2 separate regions of the Siniperca chuatsi genome follow, and region 1 is linked to region 2. A link is a contact called in public Hi-C data. All regions are on one chromosome and are shown on one strand. The core of a region is the stretch at or near the end of the contact, and the rest is flanking DNA. Distances in the headings are between cores, read along the strand shown.

Evidence for each region. A called contact is a pair of places that touch in the nucleus more often than the background predicts.
Region 1: a Hi-C map of liver shows a contact between it and region 2, with 4 times the contacts expected there. The contact joins the promoter of LOC122878025 here to the enhancer-like site in region 2. A contact is called at or near these places in 2 of 3 Hi-C or Micro-C datasets (liver and skeletal muscle).

Annotation. Positions count from the first base shown.
Region 1 is chrLG6:4,348,009-4,354,424 of ASM2008510v1, forward strand. LOC122878025 (fetuin-B-like) reads right to left here and starts at 1,655. Exons shown (of 7, transcript XM_044200319.1): 1 at 1,199-1,655; 2 at 871-984; 3 at 542-620; 4 at 1-11. The coding sequence starts at 1,396. It overlaps LOC122877699 (fetuin-B-like), which reads right to left. Exons shown (of 7, transcript XM_044199596.1): 5 at 6,196-6,309; 6 at 5,541-5,627; 7 at 3,416-4,668. The coding sequence ends at 3,928.
Region 2 is chrLG6:4,150,487-4,156,934 of ASM2008510v1, forward strand. No RefSeq gene overlaps it. Among protein-coding and RNA genes, the nearest start is that of eef1db, 26 kb to the left of the region's middle. Within about 2 kb of position 2,670, the one cell type or tissue checked has an H3K27ac peak away from gene starts, as active enhancers do. A contact at or near this core is called in liver, where this site is marked.

The DNA.
Region 1 (6,416 bases), core at 405-2,904, 200 kb after region 2:
AGTAGCAGGAACTAAACACAAGAATTAACAGGGTCAAAGGTCAGTGGAATGTAGCTGAAGCAAGGTGTTTGTTGAGGATTCAACCCAGGCACTTTGTATGGTTTACATGTACTCCTAACTCCCAACCTCCATCCTGCAGTATGAACCCTTTCAGCTATGTTCAGCTTCCCTCTGACAGTTTGCTTTATCCAGGTGTGTTTTCCTTCACTTAGCCAAATTGTGTAAAAAAATGTAAAAAAAATTAAAACCGATAGTACTTTGTCAGTGACATATATTTACTTTAATATCCAACTGCAACTCTGCGTAATCACTCATGGATGACATGTTTACTTGCCTCAGGGAGGTATTTTGGGACAGAGCATATATAGAGAAAGAATTCAATGTATGTCAGCATCTCTAATTTCACACCTCACTAACATTTACAAAATCAAAGCGGTAAAGTGCCAACAAAATAGACTTGCAACACTTTCTAGCACAGAGACTTGTGTTTTGGTGTTATCAAACGAATGAAATATGAGTGTAAATGACTCCATCGATCTACCTTCACGAAGTGCACACGAGTAATTTTGAAGTTTGACTTTAGAGTCGACGTAGGCAGATACCTCACATTCTCCATACACCTGAAGGACACAAGCATACAGATGTAAGTATAGATACATGCACATACTGCATAACCAAACTAATAACCAGGTCAACAAACAAACATGGAAAGTGATTTCACACTGAATGGAATTTGGACTTGTGAAAATGATCTAATATTTTAAAAAAGCCTAAATAATTGGGTTGAGGTTAAGCCTGTAATGGCCCACAAATAAAGCAGTCATTGTGTTGATTCTGAAGAGTGAAGATACACCACCATGTGGCACTTACTGGAACATCACCAATATCTCTGACTTCACATTGTTTCCATGGTTTCCTGCTGGTGATGTGGCATTTGGTCTCCATGACATCGATGGTCAGTTTGTAGAGTGACCCACCTTTCTCCTGGACACACACAGACACACACACACACGCACACACACACACACACACACACAGTTAATTTTCTTCGTATTTGCTTCTGGGCTGCTGCCTGCCCATCGACTGCTTCCACCCTCTTTCTGCAAATACTGTTGCACCTTTCAAGATGCAAGATGGTGTACAACCCTGCTCATGTTTTTGTGTGTGCATGTGTGTGTGCACGAGTATTCGCCCTCACCTTTTCAGGAGTGTGAGAGAGGTCATACAGTCTGTTGAGGCTCAGGATGTATCCGTTTGTCCGGTCCTGGTTGATCTGCTCCAGGGCCTCTTCTGCCACCCTCACCACCTCAGGGCTATTGCAGCCTGGAGGGTCTGGCCTGGCTATTCCCTCCTGCTGCAGCAAAGCCAGACACAGGACCAACAGGTACACACTCATCCTCTAACACACACACACACACACACACACACACACACACACACACACACACACACACACACACACACACACACACGCACGCACGCACACACACACACACACAGACTGGATCAAATAAACCCCTAATTTTACCCAACTGAATTACTAAAGCCTAGCCTGGGTAATTTAACATTTAGACTAAGACAGGCCCTGGTCTTTAAATCACCCTTTGCAAGACCTGTTATCCTAGTTTTTCTGGACAGGGTTTGGACAGACACATGTGAGGCTGATGCTGGACTTTCCCCTCTTTCCCAAAGGATGAGCAAACAGCTGCTATCTGCTGCTCTGAAGGCCAATGGCTGGCTCAGACTGACTGAAGGGTCAGAGTGCACTGGGCAACAGGGGAAATTAACTCAAACAAAGAAAAACTCATCGAATACAGTACAGCTAATTTAATTTCTTTAATGTGACAAATTCCATAGAGCCTAGTTTAAAGGAATGCCTCATTGAAAAACCTATTGTATGTTTTGGTTACCAACAATTAACAACAGTGAAACGTTTGCAGCTTGCTCCTCAGCACAGAATGTGAGCTGTTGTCAGCTTGGACTCACAACAGTTACAACAGAACTACGAGTCATGGTGAAATCAAGGATCGAAATGTAGAAACTTTTCAAACGGCTACTTCAGCCACTTCTCCGCTGTCCATATGTTAATTATTTTAACGTATTTTTGCACCTCTAAAATAAATAAAATAAAAATGCTTGACCACATATTAGTACACAAGTTATATTAATGTGCATTATATTTGGAGTGCAAACTACAAAATGTGTCATTATTGTGAAAGCATTTTTTTTTTTTCACTTTTGCAACTTACCAGAATTGCAGTTGTCAGTTATGTGTGGGTGGTGTTTAGGGGCTACAAAGATAATATACATAGAGTGGGTGAGTGTAGTTCATACTGTTCTAGAGCTACTGTTGTTTTATCTGATGTGTGAAAGCTACACAAAGTTAACAATTATTTCTGCCTCTGAGGTAATGTTCGTCTATTAGCAGGAGCCCATAAACTACTTTGAGCAGGTTGGCACCCAATCTGCACCATACTTCAGTGACTCCTCCTTTCATATTCTACACAGTTTTCATATAATGGTTTGCCAAAATTGTCCAGGCTTGGCCTATTACATGTAACAGCCATCATTTTTGAACATATACTATTGCAACCAAATTTTGTTCACCCTCACACTAGGTGGCGCTATGCCAAAATGAAACATTTGAATAGAATAACTCAGTGGTCATGAGTCTAATTCACTTGAGTTTTTGCCATATAATTACAGTATATACAGCATATATATATATATATATATATATCCCTTATATTTTCCAGGATTGAGGTTTTCTCAAAATATCAGCATGCTTGTCTTTTACTATGTAAATTCCAATGTAGATCTGGATCAAGATGCAGATTAAAAAGTTTTCTATTATTCAAATTCAGATGATTCTGTGGCCTGTGGAGGTCTGCACAATCTAAGTGCTTTTTTTTAGTTTCTCACATTCTTATGGAGTTTGTGCTCCAGCTCTGTATCCCTCTTTTCTCTTACATATAGACACAAGAAAGGTCAGAGACAAAGAGGCTAAGTTCAGAACGGCAACAATACAAACATTACTTGATGCTCTGAATCAGTTTGAATATGATTAAAAAAGAAAAGATTACTGTTAACTGTAAACTTTAAATGCATTAATTACATTATGTACTGTAGGTAACAATGTACATTGATATTATCCGGGAAAAGAAAAAAATACATTTTATTTTGGTGTACTTCAGTTACTGTCAGCAAATTAATAAAACAGCCACTTCTCACGGTAGATAATGTGTTGTTTAGAAAATCCATCTGCTGCTTGTCATGTAACCACAAGCTTTTTAAAGATTATTTTCATGCCGTTTTGTTTGACGCCAGTGACACTTGTGATATCAGTGACAGGAAACACAGGGAGAGTCGGTTGTGAGGGAACAAGTGCATTGAATTCAATACAAAAAACACTGGATGAGTATTTGTGGTATCATTTATTATTTTGTGCAGCCAAGCACAGATAACATACAAACATAGAAAACTTTCATGTTTGCCGGGTTGATTGTACATTGACTCATGAAGAAGAATGTAAGCATGTTACGGTCAGTTTTTACAGTTTTGTTGTCTCTGAGGATTGTAAAATGGAAATGACCAGTTTAGTGGTTTTATTATTTTATTGTTTATGACCAATTTCCTACCAACAGAGAAAATGGAAAAAACTGGTTGATGTTAATGTTGTGTGTTTTTTTTTTTAATGCACTTGGCCTTTATTATGTGGTTGAAGTGAAGAGAGACAGGAATAGTTATGTGCTTTTAATAAACCACCATTTTGCCTGAGAATGACCCAGGGAAGCAGTCGTGGTGTGTGAAATTGTCTATCAATATGTCTGGAGCAAATCTGTTAAGTGTTTTCCTGTCTTCACTAAACTTCAGTCTGTGAGTTTTTTCAAGATCCATTCAGTTCCCAAGTGAGTTCCAAGGACAACCTTATGCAGCTGGCTTGAACATGGGGTCCTCAGTGAAGAGTCTCTCCACCAGGGTGGCTACTGCCACCGAGGGACTGCACTGGGCTGAGACTGAGGTGGGGAAGGCCTGGATGGTGGGTTCCATCTGTCCGGGGATCTGGGGGTCGGGCTTGAGGGGCAGGGTGACTCCCACCTCAGGGCCACCAGCGGGGACATCAGGGAAGGAAGGCAGGGTCGTGGGCTGGTCCATGGCGGGCAGTATCCTCACTATGCCCTTTGGTTGGTCGTGGGCTGCGACCTCGTGGTCGTGCTGATGGTGATGGTGGTGGTGCTCGTGCTCGTGCAGGTGAGCATGCTTGTGGTCGTGGTCCAGAGCGAGCTCGTGGTCGTGCTCGTGGGTGTGCTCGCCATCGGCATGCTTGTAGTCGTGGTGTTGGTTGGGCGAGTCGCCGCTGTGGTTGTGTGCCTTGGCGTGATGAGTGTGCACGTGATCGTGGCCATGCCCGTGGTCATGGGAGTGGTCGTGAGCGTGTCTGTGGCTGCTGCCCGCATCATGGTCGTGTGTGTGGTGGTGGCCGCTGTTGTCAGCGTGCTTGTGGGTTTTGTCGTGATGAGCGTGACTCTTGGTGTGGTCGTGCACGTGGTCGTGTGTGTGTGTCTGGTTGGCAGTGGGTGTGCCGTCGTGGTTGTGTGCCTGTGTATCTTTGTGGCTGTGGTCAGTCTCTCCGCCCAGCAGGTGCAGTTTCTTCTCTCTATCAGCAGCCTGGAGAACACAGAGTTTAAATGAGTGATGTGTACAATTTGGGTAAATTGGTAGGATTTAAGATGTGTGTAACCTCTGCTACATCCACCATGGTTATAAACCATAAAGACATAACATTAACTGCATAAGAAGAATGCAGAGCTGTCATTAAGTCTTTTGGAGCAAGTCCAAGTCTCAAGTCTTTCAGAGCATGTTCTGAAGAAGAATTCCACTTAAATACGACTTGGATCTTATTTTTGTAGGGTTGGCTATTGTTTCTGTATGATACAATTGTTATCACCAAAATAACTGCTGAGATCATCGTTTTAAGGAAGACAGGCAGTGCCAGACAACCTGTCTGATCGTTTGAATGATCACGTTTTTGCTCCATTGGATGTCACCGTATTCCCAGATCTCAGCAATTACTTTGGTAACTACAATGTTAAGATTAGAAATTATTACTTACAGTACTAGCTTATTTTCTGAATCTTTACAGATGGTGTAAATACTGTTTACATAGCTGAGACCATGTCATTTAAAGTAACAGGGACTAATAATAAAACTTCAAAATCTGTGGATGCAACTATGCATGGCCTGCCTGTAACTGTATTATTCATTTTTATTGTTCTGGTATTCTACCAAACTTGAGATTTTTTATCCAAGTCTCAAGTCAGGACAAATCAGTAGGGACAAATTCAAGTCTTCATTTTTTGTTACTCGAGTCCAAGTCTCAAATCTACATCTCTGAAAGAATGACATTTATTTATTCTCATACATTTAAAACAAAGAATAATTAATGTATGCTTTTTCCTTTTACTACAGAAAGACATTAAAAAAAGAAAATAAGTAAATCAATATGACACTGTGTTTTAACATGGCTCAGTGAGTCTTACCTCAGGCTCATAGATCTCACAGTTTACACTGGTCTCAGCATCACGAGTGGGAGAGTAGAAGAGGGATGCCTTACAGAAGCCCTTGTGCTGAGGAGAGAAGAACAAGAAAAAACAAGTAAGAGAGGCGAGAGTGGAGGAATGGTTATGCCTGTGGCTTTACTAGAGTTTAAGAGTTAAAAAAACTGAATTTCAGAGTAATCCTTTACTATCATAAACTTACTCACTGATATGAACCCAAAGCATACTGATCCAGAGTTATGAGAGGAAACAGAAGGATGCTTCTGGAGGTCTTTGGTTACAGTGTTAAAAACTCAAATAATTCCCTGATTTATTACACTTAAAACTGAAAAGCCAGACTAAAAACTGGTCTTCAATTTTATTATTTCTCTCAACAGGTTCTGTGAAAATACAAGCCAAATAAAGTTCGACTTGTAGAGCAAGTAGCATGTAGAGACACAGCCTTGAGAAGTAGTAGCTGTAATGAATGGACTGAATGTTTAACTAAAGGACCAAAGCACTAATTAACAAGGATTATCTCTTTTCAACATGCAAAACAAATTCTCAAAGTTAAAATATATAAATAATGTAATACAATTAATAGTTAAAAGATAAAATATTCAAATATACTGTGAATTAACAATTTGTCATGACTCACAGCGAACTCGCACTCCATGAGGGGGCACTTATCAGCCGTCACTGCTTCTGTGGTCATGGGACAGGTGGTCTCCTGGATGGTGTACTGTACATAGTAATACATCGACATGGCCATCTGGATACACACACACACACACACACACACACACAGAAAGAAAGAAAGAAAACCTTTAACAAAGGAATAGACACAACAATATGAGATCCTTGGTCAGAAGTTGATGG
Region 2 (6,448 bases), core at 1,420-3,919:
AGTCAAGGAAAACATATTTCAGTAGACAAGCTAATGTTCTGGTTTCACTCTGCTCTCTGAAAGCGGCTCCAGAGGAGAGTGCATTTATTAACTGACTGCTGCTTTTTTAAATTTTTATAGTGAGGCACTTAATTATTTTCACATTCCTGTGAGAACCCGGTTTGATGGAAATGAAAAAAAACAAAACCCAATGCATTTCATCTAATGCAGGCTTCAAATCTAGCCTTTTCTTAACCATGTAACAAAAAAAAAAGTTTCCCCAGTGGGAACTTGACTCCAAATAAGATTTTGATTTGCATTGGAAACAAATGAAACAATTATACCTCACTGGCAGGTTTCTGTTTCTCTTCCCTGAAGAAAAATAAGCTTTTAAGACTCAACACTGCATTTAATGGCTTGTTAAAATAAATTTGCAGTAAAGCCCCTGTGGCCTGTTTCACTGCACAGACAGACTAATGTTGCCTCAGTTAACAGCCTGTCTGTCTGATTGTCTGTCTGTGCATCCCGCCACTCCCATCCTGTCTAGAGGGCTTTCTTTTGACAGCCTCCTCCCGTAAAGGAGGCCCTGTCTGGGCTTTGAGAGGCTGCAATAGCCCCCTAGATGACAGATGGATGGATGGATGAGGTAAGGAAAGAGGAGGCGGTAAATTAGATGTATACAGCATACCCTTTCTGAAGACTGCCATTCTGTCTTTTGGTCAGTCATGAGTGAAAGTGAACAAAAAACAAAAGTCAAAGTCAGGCAGGAACAGACACTTGGGCTGTGAGAGACGGGAGCAATTACTGTCTGAGACGTGATCGGCCCCGAGAGAGAGAGAGAGAGAGGCAGACAGGACGAGAGGGGCACGAACAAGAAGAGTAAAGGAGAGGAAGGAAAACCCAAGGGACCTCTGACACTCCCTGTGGATCTGAACCAAGGGGAAACAAAGACAACAACACAACATCAAAATGCATGAATACAACAAAACAAAACTTTTTTCTGTCTTAAATTCTACAACTTTCTTTCTCATTAAAAGAGGACACACGTAAGCATATCTTGCCTTGGATTAATAACTGTAAACATGGTGGCCTCTGCCAGTTTTAATTCTAGTTTTTCTTCAAACACTTGCTTTGTCCTATTTCAGGGGGAAACCTGTACAGTGGCCCCCAGAGAAGCTAATGTGCTGAACCTGCAACCTTTTCCTCACACGAGACGTCTACAGCAAGTTTCTACAGCTAAACTCAAAGAGCAAGTCGCCTATAATTTAAATGTTTCCCTTGGATGCTTTACACTTTTCATTAACCTTAAAGATATGAGTATACAAGACACAGTAAATTTATTTAAATTAATTAACATAACAGCAAAGCAGGTCTTGAGTGTCTGTATCATAATAAGTAAGTGACGTATGCAGCGAGGTCCACCTATTTTCTTTATGCAGACACCTTAGACCAGAGGTCATGCTCCAAACGTGTCTGTTTGAATGGATTTAAATAGATATTATTTAATGCTATTAATTATATAGAAGTGGACAGTGTTACAATATTTTCTTTTATAAAAGACAGTGATTGTGGAATTGCCGATGTTCAGGCTCAGACTCTTTTTTTCTGTTGGTTTGGTTTGTATTAGAGTATTAGAAGGTGGACATTTCAAACATTCATCCATTAGTGATCTATTTTGACTTCTCCGCTCGCCTGTTAACTATTTTTTAAGGTGTCACAAATGACTCGGGTTGGTGGGAGGCGTGTCTTGTGCAGTCAGCCTGTCGTAGCTTGTAGTTTATTGATTATTGTGACAATATCAACAACGTACTAAAGACCCGCCTCACACTTCATTTGTAATCCTGCTCGTCTACTTATTTTCCTCCAAAGCACAAATATGTGGATACATTTTTACCAAATCATAATTTCTATTTTTTCAAATTAACTGAGCTACTCCACACAAAGTACATGTACCATTGTTGGGAATCACTGCCATAGACTGCACTGTCTCTCTTATACCATGAACACTTACCAAAGGAAAACAAGGGAGGCTGTATTCATATCATAAACCATCTTAAAGTTTGTATTTACTCATGATTAGGTCCATTTCAGGGAGTGCTAATATCTCCTATATAATGCAGCATTAACTAGGGCAAGCACTGTTGCCATGGTTCACTTCACTTTAATATTCCTTGTTCTGTTATACGATTTTGATGAACCCCTCCCAACCAATCAGAAACAGGTAATATGGCATAAATTATTACGAGGTAGTGATTAACATGTTCACCATATGCTAACAAGAACAAACCGTGGAGCTCCCGCTTGGCCGTTTTGCCACTTATTTCACCAATTTTGTTAATGGTTGATACAAACGGCATTGATTTATAAGAAATATAGGCCGGCATTAATCTTTTCTTCTTCCAAAGGGGGTATGGCAGGAAAAGTCTGAGAACCACCGATTTACACATTGTAGCTGCTTTTACATCAGTGCAGTTCCATTGAATTACAACACGATTTAATAAACGAAGTAGTTTCCTTTTGCAAAGACGATGAAGCTCCTTCAGGTTAGATTTGCTGAAAGTAATATTTTCATCAGTCTGTCATCAGTAATCTGTCATCACCACGAACTCTTGAAAGCTTTGGTAACCCACTTGCTGTGCAGCTGCAACTCTAATGATTTTGGTTTTACTGTGTGGATGAAGCTGTTTTGAGGCTTTGTGGTGCTAGATTGGGTCAACAGAGTCCTCTCGGGTTGACTCTCTCACATACACACACACACACACACACACACACACACACACACAAACACAGGGCCGTAATCTTTCCCCATGCTGATCAATAAACCTGATAAGAACTCCATCCTGCCAGCTGGCAGTGACTAATGCTCTGGCAGACAAGAGGGTCGAGAGTGCTGCCTGTGTTTGAGAAAGAGAGGATGACAAACCATGGATAAGCGTATGTGTGGTGTTCTGCTTAATGGTGGTCCCTGTAGCGGGCACAAATCAAGAAAACTCAAGAGAAATGTTACCGTAAGCCAGGGGGAGACTGAGCCGCCATTTCCGCCTTTTCGGCAGTAAATAAATATTCTGTGTACTGAAATTCACACTAAACGATAATAGTAATTTGTATGAAACTGACCTATGACGACCAAGTACTTGTGCAGAGACCGGTCTTTGAAAATTGAAATCAAATCAGTGAGTTTGAAGCCCCAGAAGAATTCATCATAGTTTCATGAAACCTGTGGGAGGACAGTCTGAGGGGCCACGTTTGGGTTTTCCAAATTTAATTTGACTTATAGCACCTTCACCAGGTGAAGTGGTGTAATGTATTTAAATGCCATAAAGCATAAAACCAGTTGGTAAATTAAACCTCCTGTTAGTAAATTTCTAGTTTGAAACTAGCCAGTAGTTGCTAAGAACTTAGGAAGGACTTTCCTGCATGGTGAGAAGGTCACAGGAAGTTTCATCTTTGAGTTCTTTCTTTCGATGTTTATCGGTCTCTTACTCGATGTCCTCATCTGTATTTCCAGTCATACAGATGTACAGCTTACGTTTCATAAATGTTCCCATCTATTCATCAGTTTGACATTCACCTCCTCATCTGTTTGGGGGGGGGGAGTGTTATGAAGCTGGCTGCCTCATCAAATAATTGAATGTATTAAATATACATTGCATAGATATTACAGCCTCAGAAACGACCTCACACTCAGTATGAGGCCTATTTTGTACAATCACAAAGGAGATCTAATTATTCATTTTCACGCCGCTCTGAAAGCGACTCCTCGAAGAGCTCATTTACAGCGAAGGCAGTCTGTCTGATTGCTGTGCTAATTTTCCTTTCAGATCTCTCTCTGCTTGGTACAAATACCACTGCGACATAAATAACAACATATTGTGGAGCACAGAAAAGAATGCACTCACGCCTCACAAAGTATCATACAGGGCCAGTCCAAGTGTTTTTGGGGCCTTAAAGAGCAACTCCAGACTGGATCTTGTTTGAAGGGGGAAAAATGCTGCACTGACGTCTGTGGGTTGAAAGTTTCAGGTCTGTTGGACCTCTGACCACACTCGACATCACAGCTGGTTGCAGTCAGGACTACCACACCCAGCTGTGTAGTGAAGTGCTGTAGTGCTGTTATGGAAGGTCATCCAGCAACACTTCACACCAAACACAAAAAAGCTAATTCTTAAACGCAAACGGCCCTATCTGGAGCCGGTGTTTGGTTTGTCTGTTCTGGGCTGCTGTAGAAACATGGCGGCCTCCATGGAAGAGGACCCGCTCCCTATGTAGATATAAACAGCTTATTCTAAGGTAACGAAAACACAACGATTCTTATTTTCAGGTGATTATACATATTCCATTTCTCCCAATAGCTCCTCCTAAATGTTACATAATGGACCTTTAAGCTAGAAAAAATCTGGTCAAAAATCAGCGATATGACGTTCTTGTGCTTTTGGTGTGAAAGCCCTGTTAGATGGAAGCGGGAACAGGATTATTAAACTGTGCAGGTACTCTCGTAAGATTTGTTAAACCAGGTAAAACGTAAGCAACACTTGTTCAGCGATGAAAATAAATGTGAAAATAAGAAAAATATGTGCAAAAATATGAAAAAAATAGGACAAAGTTAAGATGCACCTCGATATCTTCACAGCACTCCCAGATCAATCATTTTTTAATCTCTATGCTCACTAAGTGATACCAACTTTGGAGTGATCAAATCAAATCCTTGAACAATTTCAACTCCCTCTTGTAGTTGAACCCCACATTCAGTTTCACTCAGAAATACGTCACCTTACAGAAGCTAAAGATGCTCTCACTGCAATTTCACTGGGACTTTCACTACTTACAATAATTATTTCAAATAAGGAAACCAAAGAGATTTTCAAATCTTTGGCAGCCAATGGTAGCTGAGGGCCGCTTATCTTGTTTAAAAGGTACAATGTCTAAGATATGGCCAGAATTTTAGTTTTAAACGTTAAAAAAATGAACTAACTTTATCGACAGAATATGAAGAATTAACAGTTCTGACGTCATGTCAAAGACTTCTGTGTACTGTGCTGAGATATCTGCTGAAATAAGCATGCTAACCAGCTAGCCCCGGCCCTTCCTGTGTTGTAATACCACTTCCTCGAGAGGCGATGGTGAATGACGTCCAGTCTGTCCTCAGTCCAACATGAGAGGACAAAAAAGCAGAGCTGCCCCGAGGGCTTTTCAATCACGTTGAAGGTACAGCCAGAGACGGCTCAGAAAGTTAGTAGTAATTAGTTAAGTTGTTATAGAGCATCTTTGGTACAGCCCCCGGTTAGTGTCACAGAAACACAAAGATGGCTAAAGGTCTTGGCAAGCGACCTTTATCACCATCCCAATCACCTTCTCCCGGGCAAGAAATCACATTTCATGACAAAGAAAAGAAGCGATATAAAAAGAAGCCAAACTCTCAGAGTTTCAGCATTTGGTCGAATATTGCGTATTTCTGCCCTGCTGTTAGTAGTTCACCTTTTTTTTTTTAAATAACTGACGACTCTGTAAATGGACCCAGTAGTAGACCGACTGAAAAAATGTTTATAAGATGAGGCAAGACTGGAAGTTTGGAAAGTTCGGCATACATTTTTGAAGACATTGCAAGGTCTATTACGTGTGTCTAACTGTACACAATTTTGAACAGTGTCATCGCTGCAATTAGTAAATCATGCACTTCTTGCACAAGGTGAAATGCTGCCCCCTCTTTGTTTGGAGCATGTGGCCAGGAATTCCACATTGTACCTTTAAAGACAAACTTCACTGATTTTACATATGAAGTTCAGTTTACTTGTCATGATTAGTACTACTGTTAGTGCTACTCAGCCAGTGAAAACAGTTGGATAACTGCCTCTGGGATTCGGAAGGGAGCTTTCCAAAGTCAGTAATGTCTAATGAAAGATATCGAGTTGCATTATGGGAAATGAAGCATCCAGTGTTTTTGGAGCTTGACTCATCTGCCCCTTGCAAGCCTCTCAACCTCGTGTGAAGTCCAGTACTAAATCGCTGGAGTATCTTCTGGTTAGCTCTAGTATCTTAATTCACTTTTACACCAAAGTGTTGCTAAAGAATTAACACTTCATATGAATTTTGTTGAGTTTGGGTTACTGTGAGTTTTAATAACTTGTTCTGAAACAGTTGAACTGTTTTTATGTTTCTGGGGAACTTCTTTCCACAAACTTCTTTCCACAAATTAGCCAAGAAACTCATATTGGGACATGCAATAAAGAAACTTGTTTAAACAATGTTAGGCTGTATAGACTTCATCCAGCCTGCTAACTGTCCCCCACATTTAATGATTCATTATGCATGACGGCCCAGATTCCTTTGTAGAGAATAAATAAATGCATCGTGTTTGAATTATTAACAGTGACATGACCTGTGCGTCTTAGCTGATTGGCTGTTTACACCACTCATGTGGAAGTTAGGTAAATGAACAGCACTGCAGTCGTCTCCATTCTCGGATTCTTCC